6 separate regions of the Mus musculus genome follow, and regions 1, 2, 3, 5 and 6 are each linked to region 4. Evidence: chromatin contacts called from public ChIA-PET, Hi-C, HiChIP or PLAC-seq, Micro-C and promoter capture Hi-C data. All regions are on one chromosome and are shown on one strand. The core of a region is the stretch at or near the end of the contact, and the rest is flanking DNA. Distances in the headings are between cores, read along the strand shown. Region 1 overlaps Nup153 (nucleoporin 153). Region 2 overlaps Kif13a (kinesin family member 13A). Region 3 overlaps Kif13a (kinesin family member 13A). Region 4 holds the start of Dek (DEK proto-oncogene (DNA binding)). Region 5 overlaps Kif13a (kinesin family member 13A). Region 6 holds the start of Nup153 (nucleoporin 153).

Region 1 (3,839 bases), core at 987-3,486, 420 kb after region 4:
GCAGTGGTTCAGCCTTTCTCAGGCTTTCATACTGTGTCTCCTTTTGTCTATGTAGAAATGATGGTGGTTATTTACAGGGGGTTCTTTAAGGCGTAGGCACTCATGCTTTAAGCTAGTGTCTGTTTCTGAGGATTATTGGTGCCATCTGTAGCCATGTGCTGTCCACCAGATTGTTAATGACTATATACATACATACATACATACATACATACATACATACATACATACAATTAATTTTTGGTGAAAAACTCTTAACTTGGTTACAAAAATGGAATTTGGATTAAAATTTTTTTAAAAGAAGAATTATGGCAGATTTATTTTTAAATTCTTTTTGGAAGTGTATAGTAATACAGATAGCAAATAACAGGTATATCTTAGTTTTTGTTGCATTAGCTGTGGGTATGCAGGTGTTTCTGTAATGTGAGACTTACTGGCTGGATTTCTTTCCTGAGCTTTTAGATCTTGTCTTCCTATTTCTAATTTGCTCTGGAATTAAAAGTGAGCTGTAAGAATCCTCATTCCAAAATATTTGACTTTTTCCATCTGGCACTGTTTCCTCACCCCAGGAAAAAAGCATGGAGGAACTAGAATTCTTAGTTGACAGATGTGAAATGAAATTTTGAATCGGGAAGTAAATTACTCGGGAGCAAAGGAATTCTATGAATTAATATTAAAAAGCTACTAGCTTTCTTCTGGGCATAATGCCCTGTCAGCAAATGGATGATTTGGCCAAAATTTATCTATCTATCTATCTATCTATCTATCTATCTATCTATCTATCTATCTATCTATCTCTATCTATCTCTATCTATCTCTGTCTGTCTGTCTGTCTGTCTGTCTGTCTATCTATCTATCTATCTATAGTTTTCAGTAAGGGTCTAGCCTTGTGGCCATGGAAGTTGGTAGATATAAATACATAGTATAGAAAATTATACCAAACTTGGTCTGGAACCAGAAGTCACCTGCCCCTCCTCCAGCTATCATTTTACTTTTGAGTGGAAAAAGTGTTTTTGGTATGTGTATGTGTATCTGTCTGTGTATGAGCACATGTGTGTTAGCCTGTAGAAGCCAGAATGATGGTATTAGGTTCCTTAGAACTGGAGTTAGATTGTATTTTGAAACTAATAATCTAATCTGCAAGAGCCATGTTTCTAAGCTCAGAGTACTTATTTTTTTCAAGTTTATTTATTCATTTAATGCATGAGTGTTTTGCCTGTATGTACCTGTAGTATGTATGTTACCCTAAGTGTGCTTGACACCTATGAAGGTCAGACGAGGGCATCAGATCCCCTAGAATTAGAATTAGGAATGATTCTGAACAATGTAGCAGAATTCAAAGCAGCAGAATTTGGAAGGACAGCTTTGGAAGTTTGTGTAATATAAATGGCAGATAATGGTGATAAAGAATCAGATGGAGTTGAATAATGAGGGAGGATTTAGAACTATGTGTTGTTAATGACAAATTTCTAATTGCTAAAGTTGAAATTTAGATATACAGTTGAGGCATTTGGATACATCATAGAGACTGGACTTACAGGTTTTAGGTGATCACAGGACATAGTTTGATATTTGAAGTCATAGAAGTAGATATGAGTTGAGTGAATTGAGGAAAGCATTCCAAACTGAGTTCTGCTATCATAAGGGTCTGGACAGAGTCAAACATTGATCTTGGATTAACCAGACTGGAATAACAACTGTGACAGAATAACACTTGAAGAAAGTGATTAGAATAAGACTAAGTATTTCAGACAAAAAATGACTGGGCAGAATACCGTAAAATAGTTTCTTCTGGATGTGATAGAGAAGTTGCACTCATGACCTTTCATTGCTATGTCTGCTTGTTTAAGTAAGACCTGCTCAGGACCACACATACCAGTCAACCTTTCCAACACAAATGAGAAAAGTTAACAGGGCTTACAAGGTCCCACCCCTGGGAGACTTAAGTTTTCTTCAGGTATGAACTTCCTGATGGGTTACTCTTGCCCAATTGGCTACAGTCATGTACATGTGAGTACATACATCTATATAGCAACTAGAGAAGAAGACATGAAGTTTAAAAGATAGGTGGGGGTCATGGGAGGAATTGGAGTGGAAGGAGAGATGGATATGATGAAAATACATTGTTCTCATGAGATTCTCAAAAAAGGAAATGAGAAGACTCAAAAATAGCAGAAGGATTGATTGATATAGATAAGCTTCTAAAGAGCAGGAAAGCGTGGGTGGCAGGAAATGATTGCACTGGTACTTACAGCCATCACAAAGGTGCTACCTTGTCAGATTGGGTAATGGACCAACAACAGACACCACCAGACACAAAATTTGCTAGCAAAATAAAAGAGAACATACTTAAAATGCAGAGATTGTTCCTGTAACTATGAGAGGAATGGAGCGGGCAGTGGAACCCAAGAATAAATGGCTCTATCTGAACCCTGCTTCACACAGCACACCTTGCTGACTCATCCTGTCTGCCTGCTCCTCCACACCCGCTGGTTCTGCCTACAGAGTCATCACCTTGCTTTCTTCTTGTGCCTTTCTGTGTTCCTTTCTCCTTTGCATGCTTAAAGTCAGTCACTTGCTGATATGCTGCCATCAGTTCGTTTTTATTTTTCCCCCTTTAGACCAGGAACATATATGTTTCACATCTTAGTAATCTTAATGTAATATAAAGTCTAGCAGGAATGTGTAAAACTAGTAAGTATGGGGCTGGATTATAAAGTAGATTATGTCTGCAGAAAAATAAATTTCTAAGACAGAGGTATGTGCTTTGAAATTGATAATATATATGGCTGCATATTTTCCGTTTTACCTGAAATTTACATCTTATATTTTAGAATTCTGTAGTAGTTGAAGAAATTAGGACATTGATAAGGACAATTTAGCCATTCTTTAAGAAAGGTCCTACCGTGTGGCCCTGGCTGGCCTGAAACTTGTTACATAGGTCAGACTGGCCTTGAAACTCAGAGAAATCTGCTCACTTCTGTCTCCTACAGTGCTCAGAATAAAGGCTATGTTCCTCCAAACTCAGCAACAATTTAGTCTTACAACCCCTAATTTTTCAAATTTTCTTTTTAAATGTGGCTGCTGGACTTAGTGAGCCGTTTCCACAGCCTCAGTTTGTGAGAATGATATCCCACCTCCCTCCAACCCCCCTTTCCATGTGTATGTATGTGTGTGGGGGTGTATGCATGAACATGGGCTTGTGTGTTTGTGGAGGCCTGCTGTTAAAGGACTATTTATTGGCTCTACCTTGTATTTTGGCACAGGATCTTAGGGAAATCCAGTGCTTGCTGATGATGCTTCTACCTAAAGACTGAGTCGTTACCTTGATTGCTTGCTAGACAGCTTACTCTAAGGAGTCCTTGTCTCCCCTTCACCTTCCAAGGCTAGAATTGTAGATGGACTGTGTCCACCCAGCGTTTATCTGAGTTCTCAGGGATCTGGGATGTGCTCCTCTTTTGTTTTTTGTTTTGGTTTTTCGAGACAGGGTTTCTCTGTGTAGCCCTGGCTATCCTGGAACTCACTCTGCAGACCAGGCTGACCTCAAATTTAGAAATCCGCCTGCCTCTGCCTCCAAAATGCTGGGATTAAATGCTGGTGTGAGCCCCCACGCCAGGCTTGAATGTGCTCCTCTTGTTTGTTAATGCAAGCACTTGAACGACCAAGCCATCTCGGCCACAAGCAACACACACACAATTGGGAATAGTTCATACTTAAGAATAAGCTCACCATTGAGAAAAGTTAGAGTGAGATGTTTATTTGCAATGATAAATTAAATCTGAGAAGTCCTATTTATAACACTGTAAGGCTTATTTTCTGGTTCACTCTGGTTCTCGCTCTCT
Region 2 (3,816 bases), core at 1,123-3,622, 350 kb after region 4:
CTCTCTACTGTGTAGCACTGCTTGGAATGGTGCAGTCTTCAGAGAGCAGTGGTTGGCAGTCGAGTGTTGGATGCTGCATGGAATTGTGCATGCATTAAGCCCCTTCTCAGAAGCCTTTCTCTCAAGCATGCAGGGCTGTGACAGGAGGTTTTAATTATTGTTGCCACGGTTGGCTTCTCTGTAGCAATGACGTTTTGGTCTTTTGTATCCTTCCAGAGAGAAGGAGGTGCCCGAAAGGCATTTTGAAACTGTAACAGGCCTTTATGTGTCCCCTTGTTGATAAAACTAATGTCTTGCCTTGCCACAGAGTATGTGCACGCCTTTAAGACTTTACCTGTAGTTTAACTCTGACCCGTAACATTGGCTGCTGTGTCCTTCACATGTAATAAAAGTGTTGTTGTTGCTCTTTCTAACATGCATGTACTTGGTAGACATGTTGGCTGTGACCGTCTCCTGTGTGTGATGCATCTGTGTGTCTTAACCTTTGCAGAGCATGCCTCCATCCCAGGCACATAACCCTGGCTGCATTGTAACCCCAGGAAGCAATGGCAGCAGCATGCCAGTAGAACACAGTAGCAAACCCGAGAAGAAGATTGTAAGTTCTGCAATGTTTCTATCATATCACCTGGTGGTGGGTCTGAAGCCCTTTCCCAATCCGCCATCCAAATGCTTTCAAAGAAATTAAGACAGGTGCTGAGTCCTGACTTTACAAATGAAGTGTTGCTCTTGGTAATGCCGTTTTTGCATGAGTGCAACCTTGAACTGTGATTTTTTCCCCCTCTCTCTCTCTAAGTGTGCTATTTTATTTAACTCCTTTCCACATCATCTTAAGTTTCGTAGCTAGTGGGGGGAAGCACCTTTGATGGCTCTGGTCATTATAAAGAAAAGTGTAACAGCAAGATCAGTTTAAATAATACCAAAATCTCTCTAATGTGTCTACGCACATTGCCCAGATTCTGAAGTTAATCTACCTAGAGGAATTGCATTTACTTGGCGTAAGTAATCCCGCACTTAGTTGTGGGTGTGTTTGAAAGCTTTCTTGTGTGGCTGCTACCAAGATACCTGTGTAGTTTGTAGCTGCTCTGCCCAGTCATCCTTCCTCAGCTCGATCCCCCCAGCACCAGCAGCTTCTGTTTACCTACCTGACAAAACATTCCAACCTGGTTCTTCTTGGCCTGGCTTTTAGATTGGTGAATCTGTGTTACTCAGCACAAGTAAGGTAGACCTCTGCCTGCAAAACCTTGGTCTCCAGCATGGTTCCAAAGCTGCACGTTCTAAGTGCTGGGAGGGGCGGCTCACACCTGAGATCACACGTTCAAGGCCGGCCTGGTCTGTAGAGTGAGCAGTCTCCAAATAAATGAATAAAGTGAAACAAAACCTATGAAATGCCAGTTTTTCAAACACCATGGTTCCTGGTTACTTTTCGTTATAAGATACACCTCAATTTAAAACCAATTTTTTTTTCTAAACCTGTAGGTGTGGAAGTCTGGGAAGAATCATGTGATGTGATTTCATGGTTTTCACTCTCCTGTGCCTTCCTAGGCTTGAGCAGGGGGTGGGGGGAAACCCAGCCTGGGCAAGAGGAAGCTGTTTGATGTTTGCTGCTGCCTATGACCCGCTGTCTTAAGCAGTGTGGGGAGTCTTATTCCCAGGGTCAGGCCCACTCATGGTGCATCAGTGTGAGACCGTTAGTTGCGCCATGCGCTGTGCAGACACTAACTGCATCTTCAGCTGATGCTGCAGCAGGCCACTCATCTGCATTCAGCTGATGCTGCAGGGGGCCGCTCATCTGCATTCAGAGAGGCAGTTAGATCATGAAGCAGTGACTACTGATCCTAACCGAGGGGAGGAAGAGCAGCCATTCCCTTCCTTAGCCACTCGTGTTCCTAAGTTCTGTTTGCCTGCTCTATCTAGCTCCTCATGGGGAAGAGGGTAGCATGCCAGAGACTGTTCCTTCACCTGCGTGGATGTTAAAGAGCCATCCCCACTTAACCTCACCATCCCCTCTCTGAGTGTAGAAAATCACTGGGTGCACTAAAAGGGCCAGTGGCTGTGCCTTTACCCTTCAGCTTGTCAGGATGTGTGTCTGATAGAGCCATTTATTTTGCTCCAATACCCTCCAGAGGCTGCCAGGAGCACCTTCTAGTGCTATCCAGCACGCAGATGTGCAGTTCACACAGCTTGCCCCACAGTTACTCTCCTGCCTTTCCTTTAAAGAGCTTAAAACGAAGCCCATCTCAGCAGGCAGAGTAGAGGACCGCACCAGATTCTTTTGACCCAAGACATCTTGAGCAGTACTTGGGCACTGTGTGACCAAATGCATCATGTACGGCTGCTGAGCAGGGTTGACTGGTATCTTTTTGTTCCGGGAACAAGACTAGAGAAGGCTGCCTCTGCTGGCCTTAGAGGCATAACTGCTGCGCATGCCTACTACGCATGCGCACTGCGCTTGGGGCGGTTGCACTATGTTCTCTTTGGCGGGTCTTCCGGAATGTTTTGGTAGTCTACGTGGCTCGCTTGTTTGAGCTGGGGGCTTTTATTTTCTTGGGAAAGCTTTTATTTTATTTCCCCTCTCATAAATTGACATAAGCTATTCCCTTCCTTTTTGTCATCGTTGTTGTTGTTTTATTTTGTTTCTTTGTTTTCTGAGACGGGGTCTCAGTATGGAGCCCAGGATGGTCTTTAACTTGCAACCCTCCTGCCTCAGCCACTTGAGTACAGGATGGCAGGTTTATGCCACCAAACTTGGCTATGACTGACTCTTGTAGCTTGTGTCTGATCACTTAAAAAGATATACAGGCATATGCCTTATCCTGTATAAATAAGATTTAAAAGGGGGGGGGGGGAGAACAAAAAACAAACAAACAAAAAAACCCAGCATTTTTCCCCCCAGGCTTTTATTTTTATCTCATATCGCGGTACAGGGTATTAGACCCAGGGCTTCTGCCAGGCGAGCTCTCTGTCCCTGAGCCATATCCTTTGCGCTTTATTTTTTTAATTGTTTTGAAACAAATTCTTGCTAAATTTCCCAGGCTGTCTCACTGTGTAGCCAAGGCAGTCCCCAGACTTAAAATTCTCTTGCCACAACCTCCCAAGTAGTTGGGATATCACACGGGCACCACTAGGAGCAGCTTTGAGCTCGTCTTTTCTGAAGTCATGAGGCCTAGGGAATAGGAATAAGAAAGTTGACCCTTTCCCCTGTATCCACAGTCCCCATCTCTGGTCCTGCAGGCAACGTGGCTTTCTCCTCTCATTTCACTGAAGAAACAAAGGTCTGGGATGATTGAGCAATTTGCCCCAAGTCCTGGTTACTGGAAGCATAAGACAGAGAGATTCACATCCTGAGTGCAGGTCTGCGCTCTGCCTCAGAGCCCCCCGGGGGTGAGGGGGATGCATAGCTGTGCTGGTAGCCATTTCTGGTAACCCTCCACAAGCCGACTATAGTGACCGCAGAAATTACATTCCCTGTGGAACGCTCCCTACCAAGGGTCCCTCTCTTTAAAAAAATCAAAGTACTTTGTCTATGGATAAATATCACCTTCATACGTTAAATGGGGCAAAAAATAAACGCGCAAAGATGAGAGCTTCAGAGAAGCCGAGCGTTTGACCCGGTGTTCCGCCTTTGGGTCAGGCTCTAAGGGTTGTAACCTTTCTTTTGCTCGTAAGCCATCTGTAGTAAGTAAGGGACTCAGTTCAGTGCCCTTTAAGATCTGGTGTTAAATGAGCACACTGTGCTATATGCTATCTAACTAAAGTCCCCACTGTGCACTGTGAGCCAGAAACCTTTTTTTTTTTTCCCTCCTTGAAAACATTTCT
Region 3 (4,164 bases), core at 977-3,476, 260 kb after region 4:
TTATGTGGTCAGAGGTGGAAATGATCAATTTCTCGTTGCTTAAGGGAATTGAGACGATAGAGCCAGTGTGCACCAAAACTAACATTCTAAGAGCTATCGGTTGCCAAATTAGAACCAAATTGCGGGCAGAATGGCATAATATCAATAGGGCCTAATGCATTTAGGCGTAAGCATTTGATGGTTGAAGTGAACTCTTAGTAACTACCTGGAGAAAAAAGGCCCAGGCTCTTGGGGTTGGCTTTCTTGGACCCAAACGGTAGGCAATCATAACAGTCCTTCATTATCAGGAACTTGAGGATGAATTGAGACTCTTAGCAAGTTCTGTGCATCCCGGAAGTAGCTGACAGTTATTAGCCATTCCGGAAAGCTGCAGCAGTTCTTCATGTCGTCAGCAGGAACACTGATGTTGGCTGCTCAGACATCATTAGGGTCAGCCTGTGTTGTACACAGTGCCTGCTGTTTTGAAAGCCGCTAACCAAAGAAACACAGCATAAGCCCCTTCCAGGTCTGATTTCGTTTTCCTTTACGGCGTTTTATCAATTGTCTCACACGTGTGACCATTCTAGAGAATCTGCTTCATCAAGATCCTGAGCGTCCTAAGTCCTTAAGATCAACAATTCTTCTTATTAAAGAATTTTTTATTAAAAATAAAGAGGAGGAGAGGGGGAGAGGGGAGAAAGGGGACACACACACACACACACACACACACACATCAGAGAACAGCTTGCTGGAGTCAGATCTCTCCTTCCGTTAAGTGGGACTCAGGTTGTCTGGCTTTGGCAGCAAGCCCCTTTATCTGCTGAGCCATCTCAATGACCCAGAAACTCATTTGTTTAATTAAAGTATATAATCACAAAGACATCCATTTGATATAAACCAACTTGGAACCCAGTACGACTGACTCTTTATAGATCATACCTCAACTGGTAGAAGATTTGGGGATCAGGCTTATATCAATAAAGGTTATTGATATCTGTGAATCTCAAGAGCTGGACACGAGTGAGCAGTTCAGTTCAGGAGAATTCAATTGGTAAAGATGCCCAAAATATGAATGAGCAAGTTATGAACTTTAAAGTAGACATATATGTTTATTTACATTTATAGCATATATTTATTATATAATGTGTCTTTTTCTCTACCCTACCCCCAGGCCCCTTTTCAATTTGGGGACAGGGTCTCGTATATCCCAGGCTGACTTCCGACTTGCTGTGTTTGAAGCTGAGGGTGACTTTAAACTTCTAACCACCTTGCTTCCACCTCCCAAGTGCTGGGTTCTAGTCGTACACCACCATGACAGGGTTCATCTGCACTGGAGCTGGGACCCAGGGTGCTGTGTGCACAGACACGCACAGCCCTGCCTCCAGATATCCTTTTAAATCCTTCCTCACCCCAACTTTTTCATGTTTCCTTTTTCTGACCCAGAAACAGTTTGACATAGCTGTGTTCAGAGGGGCAGATAACTGTCACCACAGTATAAAATACAGTCCACATACCACATTCCTTCCCGGCATGGTGTTGAGCCTTTTGCATGTGTGTATGTGGGGGCAGATAGAATGACCAGAAGGTAGAGTCAGATAGGAAATACTGTTGTCCACATTTCACAGAGAAGAAAAATAGAGGTTTGGGAAGGTCCTGCTACCTTTTATAGGTAAAAGCAATGACCAATGTGAATGGAAACAAAAACAGGGATACATTCTATGGATGACGTAAAAACAGGGATACATTCTATCGATGACATAAAAACAGGGATACATTCTGTCGATGACGTAAAAACAGGGATACATTCTATCGATGACATAAAAACAGGGATACATTCTATCGATGACATAAAAACAGGGATACATTCTATCGATGACGTATGGATTCGACTCCTGTCCTGGACATGTCTCGTCTCCCTGAGCCCTAGAGTGGTTCTGTTAAGAAGCCGTGGTGTGGGACTGAGCTGGGAGTGTTAGTACCTGAATCTTCTCTCCAGACAGATGCTGTCCAAACTCCTGAGCCCAGGTGCTCGGCTGAGCACTATTTACACATTTCCCCAAGACCACCACAGCCAGGAGCTCTCGAAGGGACAGAAGCTTGAGCCGGCTACCTTACTGGAGAGAATCATTGTCAAATGCTGTCAGAGCTGAGGGACGCTTCTTTGTCAGCAGCCATTCGTGTGGAGACAGGCTCCCCAGTCGATCTTGCTTTCTTTGCTCCTTGGCTCTCTTCCCTGTGAGTCAGCCACTTCATCTAGAAATAACAACAACAGAAACGGCCAGCTCATGCCAGCCCTAGCAGTGTCCCTGGGTTGGAAATGTTGTCTGGGTAAGACACTCCCTACCATGGTACAAGTAACACTTCCCTGAACGGCCATTCTGATAGCACTTGGATGCCACAGTGGAAAGTGGCCTGAGGCTTGCTTTCACTTCGTGGCCCAGTTTCTCAAGTTCTCTTTACCAGGTCCCTTCACAGTAAACTTCTGAAGTTGATTGAAAAATTAAAATTTGCACCTCCAGGTGTAGGCTTAACGTCTTTGTTCCTTTATCTGAACTAGAGTTTGGTTTCATTCAACTTAAATATGGCCTGAAGTCTCTGGATGTGAGAAATTTTGTGAGCTGCACTCCCCACGCCAAAGGCCTTTGAGGAAGGAATTTGCTTAAACCTCATTCAAATAAGGCCTTCTTCTCCCTTTGAGGTATGCAAGCGAGACCTGTCCATTCTTGTACTATCCAGGTGCTCAGATTTGGATCTGAGCCCCTGCCAAGTTCAGAGTCATCAAAATTACTGTGGCTGTCAGCCCTGTGTAGAGGAGAAAGCACCTTCATAAAGAAGCAGGGCTAGGAGTTGCAGCTCACAAATGCACAGCCAAGCTCCTGCCAGCCCAACTCTAGAGGGAAAAGAGATGAAGAAAAGAAGGGGCTTAAGAGATCAATTTGATCTCGGGTTGGGTTTGTATTGGTTAGCTTCCGTAGCTATAGGGAACCTGAGATCAAACCTTACATAGAGAGAAAAGCTTTGGAGGCCTCAGTTCATGGCTGATTGGCCCCATTGCTTTGGTACTGAGATAAAAGACAGGGTATAATGACTGGCTGCAAGGTAGATTAAAACCTTTAACCTCAAGGTCAAGAAGTAAAGAAGGGAAAACTGGGGTTCTAAGTCTTCTTCATGCGTACCCCCAATAATCCAAGGATTTCTCTACACACTTAGGTTCTTACCATCTAAAAACTCCACTATTTCCCACTAGTACTACCCTGGACAGCAATCTTTAACTTGTGGGACTTTGGAGACATTAAAGACCTAAGCTATAACATCGTTCCAATCTTAGATCCTATACTCTCCCACGTAGAAGTATATTCTGTTCGTGGAAGTCTATACTGTGCCGCACCCTGCTGAAGAGTTCTATCCACTCTGCTGTGTCCATGGTGGTGCTTTTTTTAAATGTGGATTATAAACAACTTGGACCATACCCTCTTTCTTCATTATCCTACTTCCTAGGCCCCGGTCCATCCTGTCTGTTCCGTAGGTAGATGTTGGACACAGGACTTAGTTGTCTTTTCCCTTGTTCCAAGTTGACTCCTTTTAGTGCATTGCTGTCAAGACCCTGAATTGTAAAGACCTAGCATGGTGGCTGGGAGGCCGTTACTGCTGTTCCCAAGGGGTCAGGTGACGCCCACGTAGGGAGACCTGGCGGTGTTGGTTTTTCAAAGATCCGTATCATCCGTGACTCAGTGTTGGGTGACTCAGCTTGCAGAGGTCCCACACAGGAGCTCCTGTTACTGCTCTGACGTCGTGTTGCATGTCTCACTGGGCATGCCCGGGTTTTATAACTTGTCTACATGGTCATCAGAGATGCGATTATAAACCCTGAAGGAAAAGGGCGTCTTGGCCATGCTTATTAACAGTGAGGTCAGATGCGGCATGCCCTGTGGGTTCACTGCAGCGGGTGTGTGAAGCTCAGGGCGGTCTCCAAAGATGCCTCCCTGACACGGGTTCTGCCAGGAAGCCACGGGCCTCTTGGGTTGGGCAGTCTTGTAGCTTTGCTCTGTCTGTCTGGGTTGAGAACAAATACCCATAGATCCTCCTGTTTCCCACAGGACTTCTGAACCTCCCTGTAGGCCTTTGCCTAGACAAACAGCACTCCATTCTGCTTGCGTGTAAACTGTAAACTGTAATTGGGAAGCA
Region 4 (3,899 bases), core at 688-3,187:
TCTCAGCTGTAAAACCCTAAGACAGCTTATTTGTAATTTTCACTTTGGTGATCATAAATCTCAATCCTAACATCTCTAAAATCTTCCTTCTCCCAATATGTCGTCTCTTCACTCTCATCCTCTTATCCCTTATTTCCCATGTCCAGTAATGTAGATAATCCTTTTGGTTTTGTTTTTTTGTTTTGTTTTGGCTTTTCGAGACAGAGTTTTTCTGTGTAGTCCTGGCTGTCCTGGAACTCACTCTGTAGACCAGGCTGGCCTCAAATTCAGAAATCCACCTGCTTCTGCCTCCCACGTGCTGGGATTAAAGGTGTGCGCCACCACTGCCCAGCTTAGATAATCCTTTAGAGCATACCATGTCTCTCTCCGCTCTCATTCCTTTAATCACTGACCTTTTAAAAGGAAAGCCCCCCTGCTGGTACTCCAGATCCCCCTGTGACTGCTGCATCACTACCACACAATCTATGTATTTTTGCTTAATGTCTCAACTACAGTCTCGTCTTCAAGATGGCAGGCCTGTTATGATGGACAGAGGATTCGGTACTTATAAAGGAACGGATGAGAATGGTATCAAAACAGTGATGGCCTGGAGGTAAGAGAAATACTTGACCAGAGATAAGTGATGGGAAGGACCGAGTTCATTGATGACAATAGGAAGGAGCAGCCCTGGCAGTGGAAGAGTAAATCCTAGATAGTGTGAATGACAGCCATGTGCAGGAACATGAGGGAAGGCATGTGTGACTGACAGGCCAACTGTGTCAGGGAGCCATCAGACAGAGGGTCAGCAGCCAGTTAAGTAGCATCTTACACGTTGTGATATGGAAATTTGGAGGTTATTCCAAGTTATGATGGGACCATCTGAGGCTTATAAGCAGAAGATCAAACTAAATAAAATAGCTTTGGCTGAGGTGTGATTAGTGGGAAAAGGCAGAGAGAGTAGCCCTTGGAAAGGGCTCTGTTGCAACCCAAACTAAAAAACAAAGAAAGGTGAGCAGAATCAGTAGAATGGGAGATGGCTTAAGATCTGAAAGCAAAAATAGCAGGACTTTGCGTATGTTTACAAAAGGGGCACAGAAGAAAATAAAGTCTAACTTTTGTCCCTCAACTTGGAGACTATTATGGCAAATGAAACCAATCATATTTCCACCAGGTTGACTGGATAAAAAAAAGGGAGGGAGGGAGATTATTCTCAGGGTAGGGAAAAAATGAAGACAATCACATAGGAGAGCACGTAAGGAAATGTTGCTTTTAAACTGTGGACTCTAAAAGGTATCAGAGGGCTTGCCTAGAATTCTTGACAGGAGAGTGTGGCTGGACAAATACCGTATCTGCATTATAGGGGAGACCAAGGGGGCTAGAGAAAGGAAGAGGGTGAATCTGTCTAACATTCACCGGTTTGAAACCTATTTATGTCGCTGGTGGTGTGAGCACTTAACGTGGTGGGTCCCTGTCACGGTGCAGCGTACCGGCGACGGGAAGCCTCGCAAGTAGGTCTCATTTGGAAGCCTTCATCTCGAACGACCCCTCGGAAACAAACGTGGTGGCTCCGAATCAACCCCGTCCGCGGGGTGATCGCCGCGTGAAGTCGAGTCGAGAAAGACTTCGGCGGATCCCTCAACTTCGTCACCTCCAGACGCTCCCCGGCTCCGCGGCCCAGGACGGCCGGTCATTTTTCTCCCGGGATCGGGAGGCTGGAAGCTCGCAGGCCCCCTAGCGTCCAACCGTTCAGCGCGGAGGCCCCGGCTCGCGCCCGCCCGCCACCCCGTGCACCCACCCAGCCACCCGCCGGACGCCGCGACCCGGGTCCTCCCGCGGACCGCAGACCCCCCGAGACCCCGCCCGGGCAGCCCGCGAGAGACGCCGCCGCCCCGCCTCCCGCCCGCCCTCCCGCGCGCGCCAACTCCCAGCGCCGCGCGCTGATTGGCCGGCGCCTTCCCGCTCTGCTTCCCGAACCGCCATTTTGAAAATCTTGTTGATTCTGAGGAGCGGGGAGAGAGAGAGCGCGAGAGAGAGCGAGCGCGCGGCGCGAGGACCTCGGCCCCGCGCGACTTCTACACAGCGGCGGCCTTCTCGTGCGCACCCGCGGTGAGGACGGCGGCGGGGAGGCGCCGGGGCAGCGGGGAGGGGACGCGGCCAGAAGCACTGAGGCCCGCCGCGGGGGAGGGGACTCGCAAGGCTCGGCTCGCCTGGGCCACACTGGCCGGGCCCGAGCCGGCCCGGGGCGGCGCAGGCCGGGCGGGAGCGCGCGCGGGCGGCTGAGAGGGCGGTGCGGTTTCCCGCCTCGGGCATCCCCGGGGAGGCGGGCCGAGTGACAGACCCAGGGTAGGCGACTTGGAGGGGAGCTGACGCTGGGCGCTCGGCACGCTCCATGCCCGCGCGAGCGAGAGAACCGAAGCGTGCGGCTTCCTCCCCGCCCGCAGGCCCCCAGCATGTCGGCGGCGGCGGCCCCCGCTGCGGAGGGAGAGGACGCCCCCGTGCCGCCCTCATCCGAGAAGGAACCCGAGATGCCGGGTCCCAGGGAAGAGAGTGAGGAGGAGGAGGAGGATGACGAAGACGATGATGAAGAGGACGAGGAGGAAGAAAAAGGTGGGTGGGCAGGGATACGCATCCCTCACGGGTGGATTTTTTTTTTTCCCACATCAAAAGTTTCCCCTTCCCTCGCTCCTTTTGGGAAACAGTTATCTTGCATTTTAACGCTTAGAGGCGTCAAGTCGGAGTGGTGGATTTCACGCGAATGCTAACAATCAGTGGCAGAGAATCTGGATTTTTTTTTTTTTTTTTGAGTATTTGCCAAGGTTTCGGTGCAAGTGTAGCAAGAGCCTTTTCCCGATGCGCCTTCAGAACACTTCGTCGTTCGTTTAGGGAGTTTGTAAGTCTGAGATCCGCTTTTTGAAGTTACCCCGAGGTTCCGTAACGAAACAACACTGCAAGGCATTCTTGCAAATCCTGGAAATGTTTTCATTTCCATATTCTCGGCTGTGTGTAGCTGCTGATTCCCTCCCCCGCCCCTCCCCCATAAGGGTTCTTGTGGGAGTGCTTTTCTTTGCCGTGAAAGTTGTTGCTGTTGGAGAAAGTAGTTTAAAAATGAGAAAACTGAACTGAAAGTTAGAACGGGAGCCCGCAGCTCTCTCGGTTTTGGGGACTGATTCTGACCCAAGGAGGGTGGTAAGAAGCCTCATTTGAGTAGAGGCAGAGCGGGGCGAAGAAGCATTGTGTCAGTCAGAGTGCATGCATCAGTCTACCCGACAGGCTCAGCTATTGGAAAATCCAAGGCACAGCTTCACAATCTAGCTTAATGGTGCAGATGGCCACAGCTCAGCCAGACTTGGGAGCAGGCCTAAAGGTTAAAGTGCTCTTCCCAAACTGTCATTTCTTTTCTTTTCTTTCTTTTCTTTCTTCTTTTTTTTTTTTATAAATACCATCTAGGTTAAGAGGACAAGGCATACTTATTATTTGAAGTGGTATGTGCTCTAAGACCTTATGGGAGCGTGTCATTTAAGTACAACCTTGGCTTTAATTATAAATCTTAATAAGAATTGTTTAAATTGCTTTTAGATTATTTATAATTGGTGTGTTCTATAAAGTCAATGATGTGGTGTTTTAGAGCATGGTATGATGGCAGTGTGTGCTAAGGCATCCCTCCTCCCTGAGGTACCAGCCATAGATAAGTGTAGTGTAGAACAGTTTATTTGGGGCAGGGGAGGAGAGAGAGCAGCCAGGAACACGTGGAGAGAGAGGGGAAGGGGAGAAAGTGAAAGGGGGCAGAGAGTTAAGAGAGTACAAATAGACCCTTTTATAGCCAGCCAGGCCTACCTGGCTGTTGCTAGGTAACTGTTGGGCGGAGCCTAGAAAGAATGCTAACAATAATGACTGAAAGTTGACTGCACTATCAGTATAAC
Region 5 (3,769 bases), core at 424-2,923, 300 kb after region 4:
CTAGGTTGTAGCCGTCTGTATGCGTGGCATTAAAACTGGCGGAGGCCCTGTAAGGCAAACACACAGCTCTCAGTTTGCAGAGCTATGTCATCACTGGTCCGGTGCCTGCAAAAGCCCTGCCGTGCGTGCCTGATAAATTGAGAAAGCCCAGATAAATAGCCTTTTGTTTATCCTAAAATAGCATTGACATCATGGTCTCCTAAAAGGTCAAGAGATGTCAGGAGTTCTTTGTCTATATTTGTAGAACTACGAGACAACTTTATTAAGCCAGAAATAGGACCCCCGAGCCAGGTGTGGTAGAGCATGCCTGTAACCTCAGGATTTGGCAGGTGTAGGCCAGAAAGATTGGACGTTCAGGCTCATCTTCCACTGTGTAGCAAGTTCAGGGCCAGCATGATTTCTCCTTTTCTTTCTTGCCTGCCCCTTAAGAGTTAAAAGAGTTCCCAGTCACAGCGAGTACCAACCCCAGCTAGTTAACTTCTGCCCAGTCACCTTCAGTTCTTCTAGAGCTGACCTGGTAAATTGTCACTGGGGGTTGAGGTGGGGTGGGGTGAGGTGGGGTGTCATTGGCTGTCCTCTGCACCAACCCCAATCGCCAGTGCCACACCTCACTGTCTTCCTCCTTAGTTTACCTGTGGTGGCAAAGCTGGATGAAGTGGCATGCTGGTACCCACTTCAAATAGTAAATTTTCAATCCAGAATGAGAATTCAGTGCCTGCTACTGCTAACTCCAATTTTCTTATGTTTTAAAATAACACCTAATCACCACTGATAAAGGAACAGGTGTTGGTAGAGTTTAAACATTTTTAAAAAAATGTTTGAAGGTAAGCTTTTGGCTTAAAAAAATATTACATTGTTTGCTGATCTATCTATCTATCTATCTATCTATCTATCTATCTATCTATCTATCTATCTATCTATCTATCTATGACAGACATGCACATGCCAAAGAGTGTGATTAGAGGTCAGAGAACGATTTTCTTCCACCATGTAGGTCTTGGGGATTGAACTCAGGTCATTAGGCTTGGTGATGAATGCCGTTATCCGATGAGACATCTCATCAGCCCGCCCTTGGCTTTGAAGCGCCAGACCTCCCGTGCGATTCATTTCCTACTCCTGATTTATTCCAAGTGCTTTGAGCACTTCCGGTTGAGTCCCTTGTGAACTTGGTCTCCCGTCTTCAATTGTATGTTGTAGGATCATACCCGGGTGGGTGCAGATACCTCTCAGGACATCCAGCTCTTCGGAATAGGGATTCAGCCCGAGCACTGTGAGATCGACATCGCAGCGGATGGAGACATCACTCTCACGCCCAAAGAAAATGCAAGGTAGGAGGCGCTGCGGAGGCTTCTGCCCCTCCCTCATTTTTAGGACCCTGGCCCTTTCCCCTTGCTTATTGCAGTTATGTCAAAGTAAGAATACACTAGATATCCTTGAGGATTTACCTTCTGTTTATGGAGGGTGTATTAATTACCGTTCTCGTTGCCTTAACCAAAACCAAACAAAATACAAAACCAAAAACCAAAGGAGGGATATATTTTGGCTCCTGATTTGAAAGAGTAAGATCCATATGGCTAGCAAGTCATGGTAGCAGGCACGGCTGGTGGGATGGTGAAGGATCCTTCAGAGGATGAAGCAGCTGGCACTGTCATGTCTGGAAGCCGACCTACCTAGACACTGGATAGCTTTATCGCCCAAGGGCCGCCCCTAGTGACTCACTTCCTCCAGTGAGGCTCCGCCTCCCAAATGCCACAACCTTTGAATACAGCGCCACCCAGTGGGAAGCAAGTATTCTAGCACGTGAGCCTGTGGAGGCTTTGCGTATTGAAATCATAGCAGTATCGTAACTTTGAGGCATAATAGCGCTCTTTTTAGGACTATTACGGCAAAGCCTTCGTAACCAGGGTTAAACTGAAGGGTGTATGTTTTCATGAATGAATTTCAAAAGTTCAGGCGTCAGAGCCCTGTGGAGCCCAGGGCTTTACTAATGAGAGATTGTAGGAGAATGTGACTTAAAGATCTTGTCTACCGCGTTTTGTCATTAGGTTTCCCTGAGCATCCTTTAGGGAAGTTACTTTTAACTACCTTTCCACATCTGTACTTTGTTTCTAAATTGCCAGCAACTTTTTTTTTTTTAATGAGCTGTTGAATATATGTATTTAAGGTTTAGGGGTGCTTTAATCTGTGTGTGTGTCTGTCTGTCTGTCTGTCAGTGTGTGTCCTATGTCTGTGTGTGTGTGTCTTTCAGTATGTGTGTCTGTCAGTGTGTGTCTATCTGTGCCAGTGTGTGTGTGTGTCAGTGTGTGTCTGTCTGTGTCTATTTATATGTGTGTGTGTGTGTGTGTGTGTGTGTGTGTCCTGTTCAGCACTGCATAGGCAGGGCCGGCTGGCCTGGGAGCACTCAGGGCCTCTGTGTCTACCTTCCTTGTCTCCCTGAGAACAATAAGACCACAGTTGTGTGCTACACCTCCAGCTTAACCTGGGTTCCAGGGCTCTGAATTCAGGCCCTCACACTAGCTTTGCCTAAAGAGCCATCTCCCCAGCTCTGGTTTTAAGTGTTATGAAATGCTTTCTCTCTTCATTAGAAACACACAGAGTTGGGGACCCCTCTTTGAGGGGACTGGGCAGGCCCTGGCTCTCTGCTGAGACTGTTTCTGTTACTCTTTCAAATGTCTCCCAGAATGCATCCGTTAGGAGACCGGTCCCTGTCACTTCTGTGAGTCTTGAGGCTACTGTCTTCTATCCACCTGGCACCTTCCTTTGTGTCCCTCCAGGTCCTGTGTCAATGGCACCCTTGTCTGCAGTACTACCCAGCTGTGGCACGGCGACAGGATCTTATGGGGAAACAACCACTTTTTTAGGTAACAACTTCACGCTCTCTAGCGTTCTTCATTTCCTTTTTTTTTTTTTCTGTTATGTATAAATCGAGCTGGTATCATCTAATGATGAAAACCTCCACAGAATTAACTTGCCTAAGAGGAAACGGCGGGACTGGTTGAAAGACTTTGAGAGAGAAACCAGTTCCGCGGAGCACGATCTAGACGCTGCGAGCGAGGCTTCCTCGGAGCCAGACTACAACTACGAGTTCGCACAGATGGAGGTCATCATGAAAACACTGAACAGCAATGGTAAGGAAGTGGCTCTGGCCTATGTCATCTCTGAGGGACTCTGGTGTAGAAGCAGAGCTGTCCCGAAGCTTAGACACAGCCAGCTCTTTATCTGCAGAGCCATCATCAGCAAGGAGTGGTATTAAGACTGCAGAGAGAACTCAGGTGGAACCAGGGAGTGTGCAGATGGCCCCCTTTGGGGGACTTCTTGTCACCAGACCAGTTATGATAGCATTTCCATGGTCACAAAGTATGTACTGAATGGATTTGACAAAGATTTTTGTTTTTATAATTAAATTTTACATCATTGGTCTTGTCATTTCTGGAAGAGTGAAAAAGTTATGGAGAAAATACAGATTGAGGAGTTTTAAATATTTTAAATAGTGTTTACTATGAGCTCATTTGGGAATTATATACCTCCAGAGAGACTTACTTAACTGACAGGCTCAAGTACCTTTCGTGAAAATGATGCTTAAAGCGAACTGTTGTCCAGGCTGGTTACCTGCGTAGGACAATGCCACCCTGCCTCCACCGGTTCCCCTGAGAGGTGCTTCCCTCCGAGGCACACGCACATGCTCTGATGCAGGCAGATGAGCAGGTGGTCTTGGTGTCTTCAGCATTCCGTCTCCTGCTAGGTGGCTTCCCCATCGTAAGCCTGTCAG
Region 6 (4,113 bases), core at 1,454-3,953, 380 kb after region 4:
CCACGTGCTGGAATTATAGTTGTACACCACCAGACGGGCTTCTTTTTATTTCTCTATTTACTGAAGTACATGGTAGTAATTATCACATGAAAAGGTGGGCAGAACATTATGGTGATGTAACAATAATCTGATGGAAATTATTTGCATGAATAGACATTATAGTCCAGACCTTATTTTTTTGTGTTTAGAGGGTAAAATAAATACATAAAACTTCATAATTTCCTGTATTTGCCATCTCTGAATATTCTATTGGCTGGAGCTTTTTTTTTTTTTTTTTTTTTTTACCTTTTTGAAAAAAAATAAATGAAGACTAATTTGAGTCCAGATTGGGGTTTGAGGAAACTGTATTTCACTTTTAATTACTAGTAATCCTTCATCTGCCAGATGAAGGTCAGCTGCTTATTTGCTGATTTGTAGTTGGCAAACGGTTTCCATGTTAAACTGGAAAAATACTGGGTCTCTATTGGCAGAGAGACCCCAGCAGTAATCGTCTTTTCATGAATTGAGACATATTGTTTTGGCTCTAGAGAGCAGTCTAGATATAATGTGGACTTTTTGGATGTCATTGTTTTCCTGCCACAGCCTGCAACAAACCAACCACACAAATATGAGAGCATTGTATTTTTTTTCCTCTCTATGTAAATATATGCAGGAAATGAATGAAATAACTGCGATCAAGCCCAAAAGGGATGTGGACTTTTTCATGAATTCTGTGAAGACTGTCCCTTCCAGGAATGAGCTGCTAGCCTCTGCTGGAAACTTAATTCTGTTGGGCCGAGAAGGGACCAGAGAGGAACAGTTCTGCTTGTTTTGTAGCCCTGGGGGAGAGAACACACTCAGAGTGAAGGCAGGTTGGGAAGGGAGGACACAGAAAGAGAGGAAATGAATTCTTTTCATCAACTTTGGTAACTTGTCTCAGGGGTTAAGGTCAGACACAGACTGTACCAACTGGTTACAGCAGGGTCTTTGATGTTCTGAAAGGTACTATAAGTTCAAAGGTACTGTAAGTTTTGTTTTATTAATTTGATTTCAATAGTGATTTGAATTGTACACTTTGGGGGTGGGCTGGTGCAAGAGATCACTTTTGGTAGTGGATTTCTGGTTGGCACTAAGTGCTTTCTGTCTGTACAGCTATTATAAGCAGAATCGTGTCCCTGTTGAGGTAAATATTCATTCTATTTGCAGATGAGGAAAGTGAAGCTTAGAAAGAAGATCACTAATCTCCCCAAGGCTACACAGCTAGTAAGTGACAGATTCAAACAATCTATTTGATTTTATAGTTATAAACTTTAGAACGCTGTTCTCTAATAGAACATTAAGTCTATGATTCTCCATAATCGATTCTTTTTCCTAATCATAGTTACTTATTTCATAAAAACAAAAAACAAAAAAACCCTGGGTTATAGTCCTGGCTTTGAGTGCCCAATTAGATATCCACCCTCTTTTATTTTTTTCCAAGTCAGTTCTCTATGCAGCCCTAGCTGTCTTGGAAAACGCTTTGTAGACCAGGCTGGCCTTGAAGTCACAGAGATCCATCTACATCTGACTCCTGAGTGCTGGGATCAAAGATGTCTGTCACCAGCCAGGCTCTAAATCGATACCCTTAATGGTGCCCCTTAAATTTTCTTGGTTTCCATATAGTCCATTGAATGACTAGGCTGGACCACATGATCACACAGACCTTTTGTCTAATGCCTGCATCTTTAACACGGTGTATCCGGTCTTTGAGGATACATTGTTTAGTCACCTAACTATAATATTAACTGAAGCAAATATATGTTTACTAGGGATATATGAGTCACCCTTAATGTGTGTTGATTGCATAGGTCATAATTGCAACCATTTACTGCGTTTCTTGTATACCAGGAAATCTACTGGGTGCTCTCTACACAGACGACCGCACTAGCTCCCCACAACTTTATAAGGTAGATTTAAATAGTAGAGTCATCCAAGGTCAAGTTTGTAAGTAGTGAAGCAACTCAGAATGCCAGCACGGTGTGTGTTGACAACAAAGCCCTTATATGTTTAATGAAACAGTAATGAAGTTGTATTTTTTGCTTTCGTTGAGACAGAATCTCACTATGAAGCTGAGGGTAATGTGTAACTAGCCATTCCCCTGTGTCTGCCTCCCAAGTGCCAAATGCCTTTCCTACTTTGTTTTTGGCCTGGGGATCGCGGCCACGGTTAATTTCAACGCGGTCTCCCCCCCCCCCCCCCCGGATTGTGATGCATTATGGTTCTTTGATTTTACTGTTTACTTCCATTCGGCTTATAATTGATGAATGGGAGATTACAGTATTCGTGTCGAGTGCCCTTCTGAATCTAAACAAGCAGCCAACCGCCGCCAAATGACCCGGGCTTTGTGCCTCTGCGGTGCTCCGTGGGTGTCCTTCCGCTATAGCCTGCCTTTCCGAGAATCCGCGTTCTGGCCAGAAAAACTACATTTCCCAGAGGCTCCCACGACAGGGAGCGCGGGCTCGGCCAACCCTTCCTTCCTTCACCCATCCCCCCCCGCATTGTCGCAGCGTGATGACGCAAAGCGTCGGTCGCGGAGGAGTGACGGTGTTCTGGCTCGCGACCGGGGCGGCCGCCTCAACAGCGGTAATAGGCGCAAGAGCGGCGGCGGCGGCGACGACTGCAGGGACGACGACGGCGGCGGCGGCGGTGGGGCGGGCGCAGCGCGCACAGGGGGAGGGGTTGGCGGGCGGCGCCAGCGGCCTGGACTGCGGCAGCGACGGCCAGGGCGACTGAAGAGGAGCCTCTAGCAGCGGGCGGTCGAGCTAGGCCTCAGCGGCGCCCGGAGCTGCTCGCGCCGGCCTCGGCGGGAGATCTCCATAGAGACGGTGACAAACACAGACGCGGGGGTCCGCACGCGGCCGGCGCTCCTCAGCCACCTCGGGGCCCTCAGCCGCCGCCACCGCCTTCCTCGCCGCCGCGCGCACTCTCAGTTCCCGCTCGCTCCCTCGCGGTTCTCGCTGTGTCTGTGTGTCGCCTAGGGCCGGGCGGGGGAGGCCCTCAGGCCGCCGCCTCTGCCTCTCCCGCCCGGGAGCGGTAGTGGGAGGCCGCCCAGGCTCCGCCATGGCCTCGGAAGCCGGAGGCATAGGAGGGGGCGGCGGCGGCGGCAAGATCCGGACTCGTCGTTGCCACCAGGGGCCGGTGAAGCCTTACCAACAGGGGCGACCCCAACACCAGGTACGGGACCGGTACGCCGTGGCGACTGGGCGGCTCCGGGCGGTCTCTTTGGGGGGCGGTGCGAGGACCCGGCGGCCCCACGTGGAGGGGACCAGAGGGCCTGAGGCTGGACCCGGGTGGCGACGGGAAGTGGGTAGAGCCTGGCCGGGCCTGGCGGCAGACACGTGGGATGCGAGCGGCCTCTCCCAGCCCTCCCGCCCAAGGGCTTTCCCTGGCGGGCACAGGGCGGGAAAAGAAATCTCAGGCTTCGGATATTCGGGCTGCTGCTGCTGCTGCTGCTTCTTCTTTTTTTTTTTTTTTTTTGGCGGGTTTTTGGGGGTTAAATGGTATTCCTCACGACCTCACGAAGGGAACAAGGGAAAGATGTGGCAACAGGCCCATCCGCTGGCAGGCTTTTTCTTTCTTGTGTTCCCGGGTTCAGGGTGCGCGGGGAGATTAATCTGCCACCGCGGCCCGGAGAGACTTGGGGAGGGGGCGCTGTTACCCATATCGTGGAATAATTTCGGTTTTAGACGCGTTAAATCATTAATGGTAGTCCGGTCCCCTCGTCTGTCTGCTTGGCCTTTCCAGATCGGAACACACTGGTTTAGCTTCTCATCCTTTCCTCTCTTAACTGAGTTATAGTTATGTGGCACTGAGGCGTTTTGAAAGTCCCTCGCCGCTCTTACGTCTGGTCTCTGATGCGTGGTTCTTCCCTCTCTTCTCTCCACCCCGCTCTATATACTGAAGACCAGAATCATCCACTCTCTACAGTTGACCAGTTCTTCAGCTCTGATCTCATACACCAAATATTTTTAATACTGGGCGTTTTCTAGAAGTTTAAGGTATTTCGGGCTCACCAGGGGTGTTACTTAAGCCACCGTATGCCTTCTTTGGGTGTTTATAAAAATGTCGATTCTTGTTGTAAACGAGATAGTTGGT

The links. Promoter capture Hi-C pulls out the DNA fragments that hold promoters and counts their contacts. Hi-C and Micro-C count contacts between places; a contact is called where the count stands out from the background. ChIA-PET counts read pairs in DNA pulled down with a chosen protein or histone mark. HiChIP or PLAC-seq counts read pairs in DNA pulled down with a chosen protein or histone mark.
Region 1: a contact with region 4 is called in an RNA polymerase II ChIA-PET map of effector CD8 T cells, with 11 read pairs. The contact joins the enhancer-like site here to the promoter of Dek in region 4. A contact is called at or near these places in 5 of 39 promoter capture datasets (the C10 cell line, embryonic stem cells, fetal liver and 2 more), 23 of 484 Hi-C or Micro-C datasets (Th1 cells, embryonic stem cells, erythroblasts and 9 more), 10 of 115 datasets of contacts at active chromatin or transcription factors (effector CD8 T cells, embryonic stem cells, epiblast stem cells and 5 more) and 3 of 9 other capture datasets (adipose tissue, embryonic stem cells and liver).
Region 2: a Micro-C map of embryonic stem cells shows a contact between it and region 4, with 3 times the contacts expected there. The contact joins the enhancer-like site here to the promoter of Dek in region 4. A contact is called at or near these places in 2 of 39 promoter capture datasets (the C10 cell line and pre-B cells), 1 of 484 Hi-C or Micro-C datasets (embryonic stem cells), 2 of 115 datasets of contacts at active chromatin or transcription factors (bone marrow-derived macrophages and extraembryonic endoderm stem cells) and 1 of 9 other capture datasets (liver).
Region 3: a contact with region 4 is called in a Hi-C map of muscle stem cells, with 1.7 times the contacts expected there. The contact joins the enhancer-like site here to the promoter of Dek in region 4. A contact is called at or near these places in 2 of 39 promoter capture datasets (the HPC-7 cell line and liver), 1 of 484 Hi-C or Micro-C datasets (muscle stem cells), 1 of 115 datasets of contacts at active chromatin or transcription factors (pancreatic cancer cells) and 1 of 9 other capture datasets (adipose tissue).
Region 5: a promoter capture Hi-C map of embryonic stem cells shows a contact between it and region 4, with 2.9 times the contacts expected there. The contact joins the enhancer-like site here to the promoter of Dek in region 4. A contact is called at or near these places in 4 of 39 promoter capture datasets (the 3T3-L1 cell line, embryonic stem cells and hippocampal neurons), 1 of 484 Hi-C or Micro-C datasets (embryonic stem cells), 6 of 115 datasets of contacts at active chromatin or transcription factors (embryonic stem cells, epiblast stem cells, extraembryonic endoderm stem cells and 1 more) and 2 of 9 other capture datasets (liver and pancreatic islet).
Region 6: a contact with region 4 is called in an HNF4G HiChIP or PLAC-seq map of pancreatic cancer cells. The contact joins the promoter of Nup153 here to the promoter of Dek in region 4. A contact is called at or near these places in 15 of 39 promoter capture datasets (the C10 cell line, the HPC-7 cell line, cranial neural crest and 10 more), 15 of 484 Hi-C or Micro-C datasets (B cells, CD4 T cells, the G1E-ER4 cell line and 7 more), 17 of 115 datasets of contacts at active chromatin or transcription factors (the SCID.adh cell line, bone marrow-derived macrophages, effector CD8 T cells and 10 more) and 3 of 9 other capture datasets (adipose tissue, embryonic stem cells and liver).

What each region holds. Positions count from the first base shown.
Region 1 is chr13:46,689,383-46,693,221 of GRCm38.p6, reverse strand. All of the region lies in intron 16 of Nup153 (nucleoporin 153), which reads left to right. Among named protein-coding and RNA genes, the nearest start is that of Fam8a1, 22 kb to the right of the region's middle. Within about 2 kb of position 2,236, at least 44 of the 459 cell types and tissues checked have an H3K27ac peak or open chromatin away from gene starts, as enhancers often do. A contact at or near this core is called in Th1 cells and effector CD8 T cells, where this site is marked.
Region 2 is chr13:46,757,442-46,761,257 of GRCm38.p6, reverse strand. All of the region lies in intron 36 of Kif13a (kinesin family member 13A), which reads left to right. Among named protein-coding and RNA genes, the nearest start is that of Gm24620, 8.3 kb to the left of the region's middle. Within about 2 kb of position 2,372, at least 22 of the 459 cell types and tissues checked have an H3K27ac peak or open chromatin away from gene starts, as enhancers often do. A contact at or near this core is called in embryonic stem cells, where this site is marked.
Region 3 is chr13:46,840,448-46,844,611 of GRCm38.p6, reverse strand. All of the region lies in intron 4 of Kif13a (kinesin family member 13A), which reads left to right. Among named protein-coding and RNA genes, the nearest start is that of Gm22960, 60 kb to the left of the region's middle. Within about 2 kb of position 2,226, at least 76 of the 459 cell types and tissues checked have an H3K27ac peak or open chromatin away from gene starts, as enhancers often do. A contact at or near this core is called in adipose tissue, muscle stem cells and pancreatic cancer cells, where this site is marked.
Region 4 is chr13:47,104,259-47,108,157 of GRCm38.p6, reverse strand. Dek (DEK proto-oncogene (DNA binding)) reads left to right here and starts at 1,937. Exons shown (of 11, transcript NM_025900.2): 1 at 1,937-2,085; 2 at 2,421-2,586. The coding sequence starts at 2,430.
Region 5 is chr13:46,808,250-46,812,018 of GRCm38.p6, reverse strand. It overlaps Kif13a (kinesin family member 13A), which reads left to right. Exons shown (of 38, transcript NM_010617.2): 14 at 1,198-1,328; 15 at 2,775-2,861; 16 at 2,962-3,128. Among named protein-coding and RNA genes, the nearest start is that of Gm24620, 42 kb to the right of the region's middle. Within about 2 kb of position 1,673, at least 30 of the 459 cell types and tissues checked have an H3K27ac peak or open chromatin away from gene starts, as enhancers often do. A contact at or near this core is called in embryonic stem cells, where this site is marked.
Region 6 is chr13:46,726,439-46,730,551 of GRCm38.p6, reverse strand. Nup153 (nucleoporin 153) reads left to right here and starts at 2,703. Exons shown (of 22, transcript NM_175749.2): 1 at 2,703-3,192. The coding sequence starts at 3,079. The region is part of intron 1 of Gm46412 (a long non-coding RNA gene); the gene reads right to left.